Regions from separate parts of the Mus musculus genome. Here region 2 is linked to region 1. The links are chromatin contacts, called in public Hi-C maps. All regions are on one chromosome and are shown on one strand. The core of a region is the stretch at or near the end of the contact, and the rest is flanking DNA. Distances in the headings are between cores, read along the strand shown.

Region 1 (5,669 bases), core at 1,114-3,613:
GGCCCCAGTCTAGCCAGTCAAAATCCCTAGGCCTCAGTGAAAGAACTTGTCTCAGTAAATTACATTTTTATTTACTCAGTGTGTGCACATGCAGTACACATGCACTTGTGTGCTCACTTGTGACAGGGTACAGATATGGAGATGAGACCACAGCTTGTGGGAATCAGTTCTCTCCTCCATCATGTGGGCCCTAGGAATCATTATCAGGCCATCAGGTTTGCTGGCAGCAGCTGTCCCTACCTGATGAACCATCTTTTCAGACCATCTTTTTGTTGGTTTTTTTTTGTTTGTTTTGTTTTACGTGGCACTTAAAAATTGCACATGGTTAGGTGAAATGTGTGTTCCTGTAAGCTTAGTTCTCAAGGAGTCTGCTGCAGGAATATCAGAGTTCAGGGCTATCCCAGGGATACAGAGTGGTTTGAGGCTAGCCCTGACTATGCAGGGGACATGTGTCTCAGAACAACAAAAATGTTTACGTAATGATATCAACTATAAATGTTTGGTTATATGTTAAAATAAAGTCTAAATAGATCTGAAACATACATTATTTTTTTCTGATTAAAAACATTCAAAATAATTTTGTGTAGCTCTTTGAAGTGTTAGAACTTATATCTAGTTCCCTGTGCCTCGCAGTGTTCACTGAGTGGCTTTCCTGCCTGTTCCTGCTGAGGTGTCTTCATCTCACTTCCTACAACAGAGTTGTTCTAGTTCATGGCTACCCTGGGCCTTTCAGCTTTCCCTTAGAGACACTTTATCATCCAGAGAGAGTCATGAGTCACCCCTGTAATCTGGAGCACACGTGCTCATTCAGAAGACTGCCGTTTGGGTCTCAGTACCCACATTTGCAGCTCACAGCTAACTGCCCGTGACTGCAGCATCAGGGATGCAGTGCCCCTGTCCTTTGGGCACATGTACTCTCAAACACACACACACACACACACACACACACTTATGAAAGAGAAAAATCTTTAAAAAGAAAAAAAATTCCATCATTGAGAGCTCTGAGGGGAGATCACATGGCCAGCCTGGGCTCTAGATAGAGTGAGTCCCTGTCACAGTGTCATTGTCCTGGTCAGATAGCTCAGTTTCCTGCTTTTGTGTATGGTTGGTTTGATGTAGTGGGGGAGGCTGTAAAGGCATTGCGGGGGGGGGGGGGAGGGATTATGAGATCCCAGGGCTTTTCATATATTCTGCAAGGCTCCATTGATGAACTAAACTACTCCAAGTCCTATTTGTGGTGTTTTAACCACACAAATTCAGATTTTTATATCATTTCTATTTTCCTTGGTGTTTCATGAGCGTCAAGAGGGATTGTTCTGCATTTTATTCATTGTTCTAAACAATGATTTCATATTTAGCACAGTTGTCTTATGGATGCTTGGTAAATAATAGTCTGCCAACGTTGGAAGGTAGGGGGAATATCCAGCTACAGGCTCTTTTTATAAGCATTAAAGAAATTGGAGGGCTGGCAAGATGGCTCAGCAGTTTAGAGTGCTGATTGCTCTTCGGAAGGTCCTGAGTTCAAATCCCAGCAACCACATGGTGGCTCATAACCATCTATAAGGAAATCTGATGCCCTCTTCTGGAGTGTCTGAAGATAGCTACAGTGTACTTACATATAATAATCCCAGCACTTGGGAGGCAGAGGCAGGCGGGTTTCTGAGTTCGAGGACAGCCTGGTCTACAAAGTGAGTTCCAGGACAGCCAGAGCTATACAGAGAAACCCTGTCCTGAAAAGAAGGAAAAAAAAAAAAGTAAATCTTAAAAAAAAAAAAAAAAAAAGAAAGAAAAGAAAAGAAGAAATTGGAAGTAGCCAAACAAGAGCTTGCAATCAAATAGTAGGAGCTCAGTAGTTCAAACAAAAACAAGACAGTTTTTTTTTTCTTTTGATCAGGTAAGTTGAAGTGATCTTTAATGATCAAGATAACTTCTTTTTTAGACTCATGTGTATGAGTGGTGTGTGTGTGTGTGTGTTGTGTACCATGTGTGGGTTATTGTCCACAGGGGTCAGAAGAGAACTTTGGGTCCTCTGAAGCTGAATTTACAGAAAGCTGTGAGCCACCACGTGGGCGCTGGGGATCAAACCCGGGTCCTCTGGAAGAGTAGCCAGTGCTTCTAAATGCTAAGCCTCAAGAAAACTTGATTCTTGAGACATATATATAGTACAGGCAGGTCTCACACTTCTGTAGCTGAGGGTGACAGTTCTGAGCCTTATATCTAATGCTGGCCTTGCTAGCTGCTCCTGAAATTAATTAGGAAAAACATTGACAGACACCTGCAGTCAAGCTCAGTATTCTAAGTGTAATGGGAAAATAATAATCTGATTGTTTGTTCTTACAGTGCTAGAGAGCCTCTACTGGGCAAAGGCTCTCCCGTCATTAGTCCGTCACACCCTAAGCCCAGAGTTTCCTGCTAGACCTTGTCAGAACTCCAGTGTAGCACTTGTACAAGAAGAGAAATTATATCCAGCTGAGTAAACTTTAAAGATCCCTTTTCAAATAGAAAAACTACAAGCTAATATAGAAGGGAAGAGACTTTCCTCTCATTCCTCACTCAATTAGAGAGAATCAGATATAATCATGATTGTGTCAAAAGTTCAAAAGGGAAAATGGGAGGTAAAATGAGCCGAGCTGGCTCTCTGCCCTCAACATTGTACCTGTAAGCTTGATATGTTGTTTGAGAGATTAACTTTACAGACTTCCGTACCCAGAAGTATGAAAATTCTTGGGGACCTCTTTTCACAGGCTTGATCTTAACATACTGAATAAAGAGAGCAGTTAATCCCTTTTGTAAAGTAATTTGAGAGGAGGGAATTCAGAATGTAAAATCTCACCTGCAGAAACACTCAGCTCTGTAAAGACCTTTCTATCTTTAGACACTTACAAAGACTTAATATTTTAATGCGGAAGGGTGAGCCTGGCTAAAAAGCCAGTGGGTGAAATTAGAGAGACATAATCCAGCGCTTTCTTTCTGGGAATCATCATCCCGCTCTCCAGGGGACCTGGTGCTTTCCCTTCTGAGGAGTGAGAATGCCCCTCTGTATAGCAAGCCAGCGCCTCTTAAAGGCAAGTTTGACTTTTAGTATAATAAGAGTCTTGTTAGGTGCAATTTTGCTCCTAGTCATTAATACAATGAACAAATGTTGTGGTTACCTGGGAAAGAAAGCTCAAGTGCTTTCAAACCTCTCGTGAGGTCGGGTTTCATGCTTGAAACCTATACGCTGTTATGCCCAGTAGCATCTGCAGAAGGCTCCAAGCTTTAAGCTGTACAACATAGAAGGGAATACACTTTGGAAAAAATTGACACCACTACAAACTGAACTCAAGGTCCTGATGAATAGAAGGCATTCTTCTGTTTACTGACGGCATTAAACTTAGCTAGTGAGCAGAGTGCTCGAAGCAATGGACGCCACAGCAAGGTCGGTGCCTTGGTCTACACAGCAGGAAGTGCTCACCTCCAGGTGCCTCAGGGTTTTTTTGATTCTCAGCTATAAAACAGTTTTCAGTTTCCAAGTGCAATACTGAATTAAGAATAAAATTGACCCAAGAGAGTCGGTAGAATTAAGTAGAACTTTAATAGAGCTTGGCATTTGCTGCATGAAGTAATTTCTGAGCTCTACGGTAAACTTTGTAACAGGGACTTTGCACTTGATATCCCACTTTGCCTCCAGAGTACAAGGATTATAATTCTTACATGCATATTAAAATATTTTTTTGGCTAATGATAAAAATGGACTTGTGGTTTTGTTTTTTTCTCAGCTAGGGATTGAATCCAGGACCTCGGCTTTCCAGTTAAGCACTTTACTACTAAGCTGCACCTCGCCCCCCAGCCAATTCTTATTTGAATGTTCCTTAACATTTGTTTATTTGTATGTGAACACGTGCACATGCCACAGTACCCATGTGGAAGTCAGGACAGCTTGCAGTAGTTAGCTCCCCGCCTTGGATCGCATGAGTTTCTGGCATTGGATTTTTGCTTGATAGAAAGTGCACCTTTACCTGCCCTGGCCATCGGGACCCTCTTGTTACTGGATCAGGAATGCTGGGGGTGCACATCTTTAATCTCAGTGCTATTAGGAGGCAGAGATGGAAGATACCTGTGAGTTCAGAGTCAACCTGGTCTGCATAGTGAGTTCCAGGATAGCCAGGGCTATATAGAGAGGCCTTGTTTCAGCCTCCCTCCATGCCCACCCACTCCCCCAAAGTTGGCAGAAATAGCAACAAGTAGTCTTTAGTCCAAAAATTGTGTTGCATTATGACTAACCTCCGAATACTCAGCATCATGGTCTCAGTTCTTAAAATGCCCTCCCCTGTAAAGCTCTGCATCGTTTAAAGACTATGGGCATGTGCCCATGAGTACAGTAGCCAGAGACCAGAGAAGGTACTGGATCTCTCGGAACCCGTTACAAGTGGTTGTGAGCCACCAGCATGGGTGTGGAGGGCTGCACTTGATCCTGCAGAAGGATTCTTGCTCTCTCCAGCCCCTTAGTTACCCTTTATGTTAGGGTCTGTTTTGTTTTATATGACTCCTAATTTTCTCCTAGTGATAAATAAATTCTAACACTCCCTGACCTTTTGGGTACCCTAAGGTTGTAAATTAAGGGTACCATTTAGGGTCTAGGGAGATGCTCAGCAAATGACAGTGCTTGCCATGCATGTTCAGCCTCTTAGAACCCCTGCTGGAAAGCTGGATGACATGGTGGCAGGCTTCTGTAACCCCAGCTTTCCGACAGCAGGATGACTCGCTCAGAGCTGGCAGGCCAGACACACGAGAATACACAGATTAGCAGCTAAAACAAGACACCCTACTTCAAAACATGGTAGAAGGAAAGAACTAACCCACAAGGTTGTGCTCAGACCTCCACGTGCACACCCAGACACCCTCTCACCCACATTCAAGAGAAGTGAATTTCAAAGGAGAAAACAAAACAGTTACATTTTTGAACTGGAGATGAGACTCAGGTTGGTGTGAGGAGCCGCTGCTCCGGCCCAGCATTGCCAAAAGAAGAGTTAACTGGCCAGGACAGGATGATAGCAAGTTCAAGGCCTGCCTAGTCTACATAGTGAGGGGTAGTCAAGGCTTAGCCTGGGCATTGTGCTTAATAATGTTACAGTGTTTGTATGGTAACCATGTTTGTCACCTTATCAGTGTGCCAGACATTTCCCTCCCTTTCTGAATGTCTTAATGTTCTTCAACTTAGGAGTGACTGTTTTGCTTTCAGACAAATCTTCCTATCTTCAAGCTGAAGGAATCTACTGTTAGAAGAAGATACAGTGACTTTGAGTGGCTTCGAAGTGAACTAGAAAGAGAGAGCAAGGTAAGACTTATTTACAGTGGAGCTATGCTTTTCTGACTTACCATGTAACTTTAAAGCAAAATGTGCCAGTTCTAACTTAAGAGCTCCAGAATGTGGGTGAAAGCCGGTGCAGGACTTATGTGAAGGGTCCATCTCAGGCTGTACCTGAGTAGAGGACAGTCGTCCTCACTGTTCAGAGCTCTTTTTTCTGCTCAGTAGTGCAACTGGGCCTTTGCAGCTTGACGTTGTAATAGCCCTTCTCAGTCCTTCCTCATCCTCAAGGGCAGTATAATTTTCCAATTTTGTTTAACTCATAGTCTGCATATTTTATTATCTCACACGTATGTAGAAGTTTCATAAAAATGATGATCTT
Region 2 (5,682 bases), core at 3,157-5,656, 210 kb after region 1:
AGGCTGACCTTGAACATGGGAATCTGAATGCACCTGTATCTGCCTGTCTTTATATCTGACAAGTTGGCTCATAGTGCAGCTGCCTCTCTATTCCCTTAGATCTGTGAAGCTCCTTATACAATTCATACATTGCATCCTTATATTTTTACATAATTGAAAAATTCTCTATTTTCAAACTCATGTTTTTAGAGTTCTTTCCCACAGCCTTCAGGGCTATCCTTGAGGTCCCAGTGTTTACCATTTTGGTAGTGACATAGACACATCTTCGATTCCTGGACTTGTGCTGTTCTTAATTTTCATGGAGTCATTAACATTAACAGGGAGGACCTTGAAGATATGTACATTACTATACAAACAGGTCTTATGCCCACCGTAGCCATTGACTCCTGAGGGCCCATGCCTGCTGGCCCTGTCCCAGGGACAGGAACCATGGATTTGTTCCTTACACATGGGCAAGCAGAACTCAGCAGATAAATCTCAACACACCATGCTCAAGCTTGTCTACTCCAAGTCATAGCACCAGTCTGAAATGGTATAATTGCCCAATTCCCTCCATCTCAACTTCTGCCGGTTACATATGGCATCCTGGTGCCTGACCCAGTGCCTGATTAAAAAAAAAAAAAAATGAATGTTTACTTTCTGTTCCGTTTTCCAGCTCTCCTCGACCTAGCCCACCCTAGAGCCCGGTCCTGGTCCATCCTTGCTCACACCAGATTCAGGAAACAGGCTCAGTCCACTCAGCTCTCCTGCTCAAGGGTCTCCATCTTAACTCTGCAGCCCACAGCTGCAGGAACCACTGCCCTCAAGCAAGGGTAGCGTCCCTTCTAGACATCTCCAAGAACTCCGATTGCCTCTTGAATTAAATTAAAAGTCCTAATCCTGGCTTCAAGAGTCTCTACCAATTAACCACTTCTCCACCCCCACACCTAACCGAGGATGTCGTTTTCACCAGCCTGCTAGGGTGCCTTCCCTGCCCCTGCAGATCTTTCTCCTCAGACTGCTTCACCCCACTCTCCTTTGTCTCCCTCTTCAACTTCTCTTTCTCCTAAATTATATACCTCTCCTCTTCAAAAGTATTGATCAGTGATCATCTCCTCTTATGAATACTTGTCCTTCCTGTTAGAACCCGTTCATCATGAATGTGAGATATTTATGCTTGCTTGTGCATACTATCCCTGGTGTCTTCTGCTAACTTATTTTCATAGTCTGCCCAGTGTGGGTCCAGTCACTAAGGACAAAAAAGATGTCTTTCCCTCACTTGTGACTCCTTGTGTTCGGTTCTTGGCTAGCTCTGGACTTCAGCCCCTTGCTTAACTTTTACAATAGACATGGAAGTGGACCCAGAAAATGGGTGTCCTAGAGAAAATTGGTTTTATAACTTAGATTCTGGGTCGGTCTAACCAAGTGCAGTCCCAGGCTGGGCCATAGTTTCTTTCAGCCTCCTCACTGTGGAGAAATCCTTGGGTGGTTATTAGAAAGAAATACAAAACCAAATCTCCCTTGGCTAGGGTAGAACATGTTCTCAGTCTGCACGAGACCCTGGGGTCTGTCCATAGCGCCAAGATAAAAAGAATCATATGCTGCAGCAGCTGTATGCCACACACAGGAGTGTCACACAGGTGACTACCCTGGCACCTCCCAACCACCTGATAAATTGGGACTTAGTTTACAATTACATTAAGCATTCAGAGGAATTTATATAACCTTCCCATTGTCACTGAGGCCTAGACTCTAATCCCAAACCAGGACTCAGCATGTCCTGGTGTGCTGTGGCTGCTACTAATGCCCATGTTCACCTTGTCCCTGCCTCCTGTGGCTCTGCCCGCTGGGTTTACTTGTCTGGGTTTGACAGACAAGACTCTTACTGTAAAAGGTTATTTCTACATTTGAAGAAATGTGAAAAAAAAGCTGGACTTTATATGTATGTGTAGTGGTGTGTGTATGTGTATGGATGTATGTTATGTGTATGTGTGGCATGGTGTGTTATGTGTATGTGTGGTATATGTATATATGTGTGTGTGGTGTGTGTATGCTATGTGTGTGTGTATGTGTGTTATGGTATGTGTGTGTGCTGTCTGTGGTATATGGTGTGTGTGTGTGTGTGTGTGTGTGTGTGTGTGTGACACAAAACTAGCAAGGGTATTATGAGAGGGGATGAAGGAATCATAAGGCAGGGGATCAACAGAGTAATGGAGCACATACATGTGACAGGAAAGCTGAAAGGGGACTATCTGGGAGAAGGAAAGGAACCAGTCAGAGCGAACTATTGGGGGGGGGGGAAGAGAGGGGCTGACACACGTGTATGACGATTCCACAGTGAAATCCATTCCTTTGTACGAGAACTTAAAAATTAAAAGAACTTAAAAATCCTGTTGAAGATTTCCTTAACATTGGAATCTCTCCCAGCACAATCCACAAACATGTCATTTGCATACAATGTCCAGGAGTGTGCAGACACAGGGACCTCACTTGTACACAGGTTTTGAGTGGAGAAACCTAGTTTTGGTTTCCAGAGATCAACCTGCTCCCCTGAGCCTTTCTTGCTTTTCCAGCCTCTAGAACATCTTACAAACAAGTTTGGGAGGACTCTGCTGTCAGCTCTGTTTGTATGTCTTCCAATGGGATGGGCTGAGATGGCGCTAGATGAAGAGACCTCGGGACTGGGAGGCTGGGGAAGGGGCTCCTGAGGTAAGCCATGTGGGCCTGTTCTCTCTGGCTGGTTCCTATTGTCCTTTGGCCCGCCCGCTACTGCTTTTCACTCAACCCCAAATTGCTTTCATGGTGACCACAGACAGCACGGTTGTTTCTGCCCAGCTTAGTTTCCTGAGGCACTGGGCCAGTCTGCGCTGTTTCTCACCCTATAGCTCATTTTCTAGGGAGCACTTCCCTTCCCTTTGCAGGTGGGAGAATGGAAGAGGGAACCCCTTGGACTCTGGGGGAGAGCTTTTGAAGCTGAAGTGTGACCTCTTTAGGTAGAGAGACTGAAGGGGTTTATTTTAACTGAGACAGAGAAACCTAGTACCCATGACTTCAGAGGGTCTGTGAACTTCTACAACTGCAGACAAAATGGGAGTTGTTGGGCTGGTGAGATGGCTCAGTGGGTAAAGGTTCTTGCTGCTGAGCCTGATGGCCTGGCCCGAGTTTAACACCCAGGACTATACATGGTAGAAGGAGAAATTCAACTCTTACATATCCTCTGGTACAAACACACACACACACACACACACACACACACACACTAACAAATATAATTTTTTTAAGTGGGTATGCAGGTTACAGGCAAAGCTTGCCACGAGAGCCAGCAGGTATATAAATATTTTTAACTGTAATTTACTCCCAAATTTGTTAAGCTTTCTTTATAAGATCCTCATGAAAGATGATAGTCTACTGAGTTGGGTCTGGATTTCTCAAAGTATTTTCTGTCAGAAGTTACCTGCTGCAGAGTCACTAGGAGAGCCCTGCTGCAGAGTCACTAGGAGAGTTTCAACCAACTCTCCAACCTCCAAAATCCAACCTCCTGGGCTCCACACAAGGTCTTTAAAGTAAGAATCTCCAGGGTGTAGCAGGAGTCATCATTCTACATTTTATTTACTTACGTATGTCTATCTATCCATCCATCCATCCATCCATGTATGTATGTATGTATGTATGTATTTATGTATGATCTATCTATCTATCTATCTATCTATCTATCTATCTATCTATCTATCTATCTATCTTAGAGTCTCACTATGTATCCTAGGATAGCCTTGGTTCTTACTGTGTAGCTTAGGCTAGCCTGAGTTCTCACTGTGTAGCCTAGGATAGCCTTGCACTTACCATGTAGCTGATTTCAGATTTGTAATGTCTTCCTGCTTCAGCCTCACAAGTGCTGCGTATAGGTATGAGCCACCATGCCCAGAATGCTAATTGTTTTTATAGCCTAAGCAAAGTGTCTACTTGACCATCTAAAGACTAAGAATTTGTCTCTGGCAGTGTCCTCTTCTCTCCTCTCACCCACCAGTCTCTCCAGTGGAAGAAGCCATGTGTGTTTGGAGCACATGAAATCAAGAGTTTTTAAAGAAATGGTATTAAAGAGTCAGGAGTTAGTAGTCCACTTGCCATGAAAGCTATCGACTTCACTTATGAACAGTCTTGTCAAATGGGGCAAGGTCCAGTTTTGTATTCCTTGATTGCCATCTGCTGGTGGGTCTCCATATTAGAAAACAGAGATTCCCTGGAAGATTGGTGCATCCTGGAGAGATCTTCTTGCTTCCCAAGGGGGTGTTCCTACAGATGTGTGGCACCAAACCCGACTCAGAACAAGACTTTGAACACCCACAATGGGGAAAGAGAGTCAAAGGCAATGTGGTTGTGGTGGTGTGAATTGGGAGGGGAAGACAGCCATTATAGCAAATTCCTTCACCAACTCAACAGGTATTTGCTGGGCCTCCACTACAGTCTAGATGCGGGGGAGACGGAAAACCGAAGCTCAAGAAGCTGTCTTCATAGAGATTTTACTCTTGGGCATGAGAGATGAAGCAAATGCTAATGTCCGGTGTCTAATTAAGATGGTGCTAAGTGTTCCCGGCCAAATAACTCAGGGCAGAAGACAGACTGCTGGTGGACGGACGGATGGAGGGTGCTGTTTATAGGAAGGTCTGGGCAGGCCTTTAGAAGGCACTTTACATATAAGCCTGAACAAAGTGAATTTTGTTGGATATTTCTCTGTGTAGACCCAGAGCCGAGTTTCCTGTGCAGCACATGGTATAACCCCTCTCCATGGCCAAGAGCTCGATCCTGCGACTGCCCATGTTGCTGAAGAAGCACTGAAGCAAAAAGCGAAGGAGCCAGTGGCTAAACCCTGGTACTGTCCTTTCCCTCTGCTTTATAACTTCTCAGAGCTCTTTCATGCAAATGGAATAATATATGCAGAAATGCTTTGCAGGCGACAAAGTACTATGCAAATGCAAGTAATTAAAGTTGTAACTATTTTAATGCAGTCTGATTTGACCTTCATGGCATCCTTTAAAGGAAATAAGGTGTGTGGTATTATATCCTTTAATAGACAAAAAAAAAAAAAAAAAAAAAAAAAAAACCAAAAACAAAAACAAACCAAAACCCACCCATATACACCTCACTCTAAGTGCCTATGAAGTGACTTAGCCAAGGTCACCATCAAGGCCATACTCAGGACCAGTTTTTTTTAGGAGTAGTATTTTAAAGTTTAGGACTTTCATTCTGGAGACAATAAATTATACTTGATGCTTTTCTTGCCAGGCTTATTTATAACTACATTAATCATCAGAGTTAAAAAGCTTTAGTGCTCAGCAACAGCCTTCAAGGGCTTAATTTCAGACAGTCTAGGTCAGGGGGATTAGCAACAGTCCCAAATGCAAGACACATTACAAAGAAATGTCAGCGTTTCTTTTCCTTCCATTCCTAGGACCAGAGCCCCCACTGGAGGCTCCGCGCTTCAGAGGCCGAGAAGATTTTAGAAAGCCCCACTTTAGGGTGAAAGGCACTCTGGTGGCAAAGTGGCTGGCTAGTAACTTAGGAAACTTACCTTAACACTCCTATTCCTGCCCCCCCCCCGCCACACCCCTCCCCCAACACTCCTCCTATTCCTGCCCCCCCCAGCCACACCCCTCCCCACACCCAAAACTCTTCCTATTCCTGCCCCATACCCCCCCATACCCCTCC

The links. Hi-C and Micro-C count contacts between places; a contact is called where the count stands out from the background.
Region 2: a Hi-C map of rod photoreceptor shows a contact between it and region 1, with 2.4 times the contacts expected there. The contact joins two enhancer-like sites. A contact is called at or near these places in 1 of 15 datasets of contacts at CTCF or cohesin (pro-B cells), 14 of 484 Hi-C or Micro-C datasets (the AML12 cell line, the MC3T3-E1 cell line, adipose-derived mesenchymal stem cells and 10 more) and 1 of 115 datasets of contacts at active chromatin or transcription factors (astrocytes).

Annotation. Positions count from the first base shown.
Region 1 is chr10:42,520,733-42,526,401 of GRCm38.p6, forward strand. Snx3 (sorting nexin 3) reads left to right here. Exons shown (of 4, transcript NM_017472.4): 2 at 5,222-5,317. Among named protein-coding and RNA genes, the nearest start is that of Snx3, 22 kb to the left of the region's middle. Within about 2 kb of position 2,364, at least 27 of the 459 cell types and tissues checked have an H3K27ac peak or open chromatin away from gene starts, as enhancers often do. A contact at or near this core is called in rod photoreceptor, where this site is marked.
Region 2 is chr10:42,730,570-42,736,251 of GRCm38.p6, forward strand. No RefSeq gene overlaps it. Among named protein-coding and RNA genes, the nearest start is that of Gm15199, 21 kb to the right of the region's middle. Within about 2 kb of position 4,407, at least 3 of the 459 cell types and tissues checked have an H3K27ac peak or open chromatin away from gene starts, as enhancers often do. A contact at or near this core is called in rod photoreceptor, where this site is marked.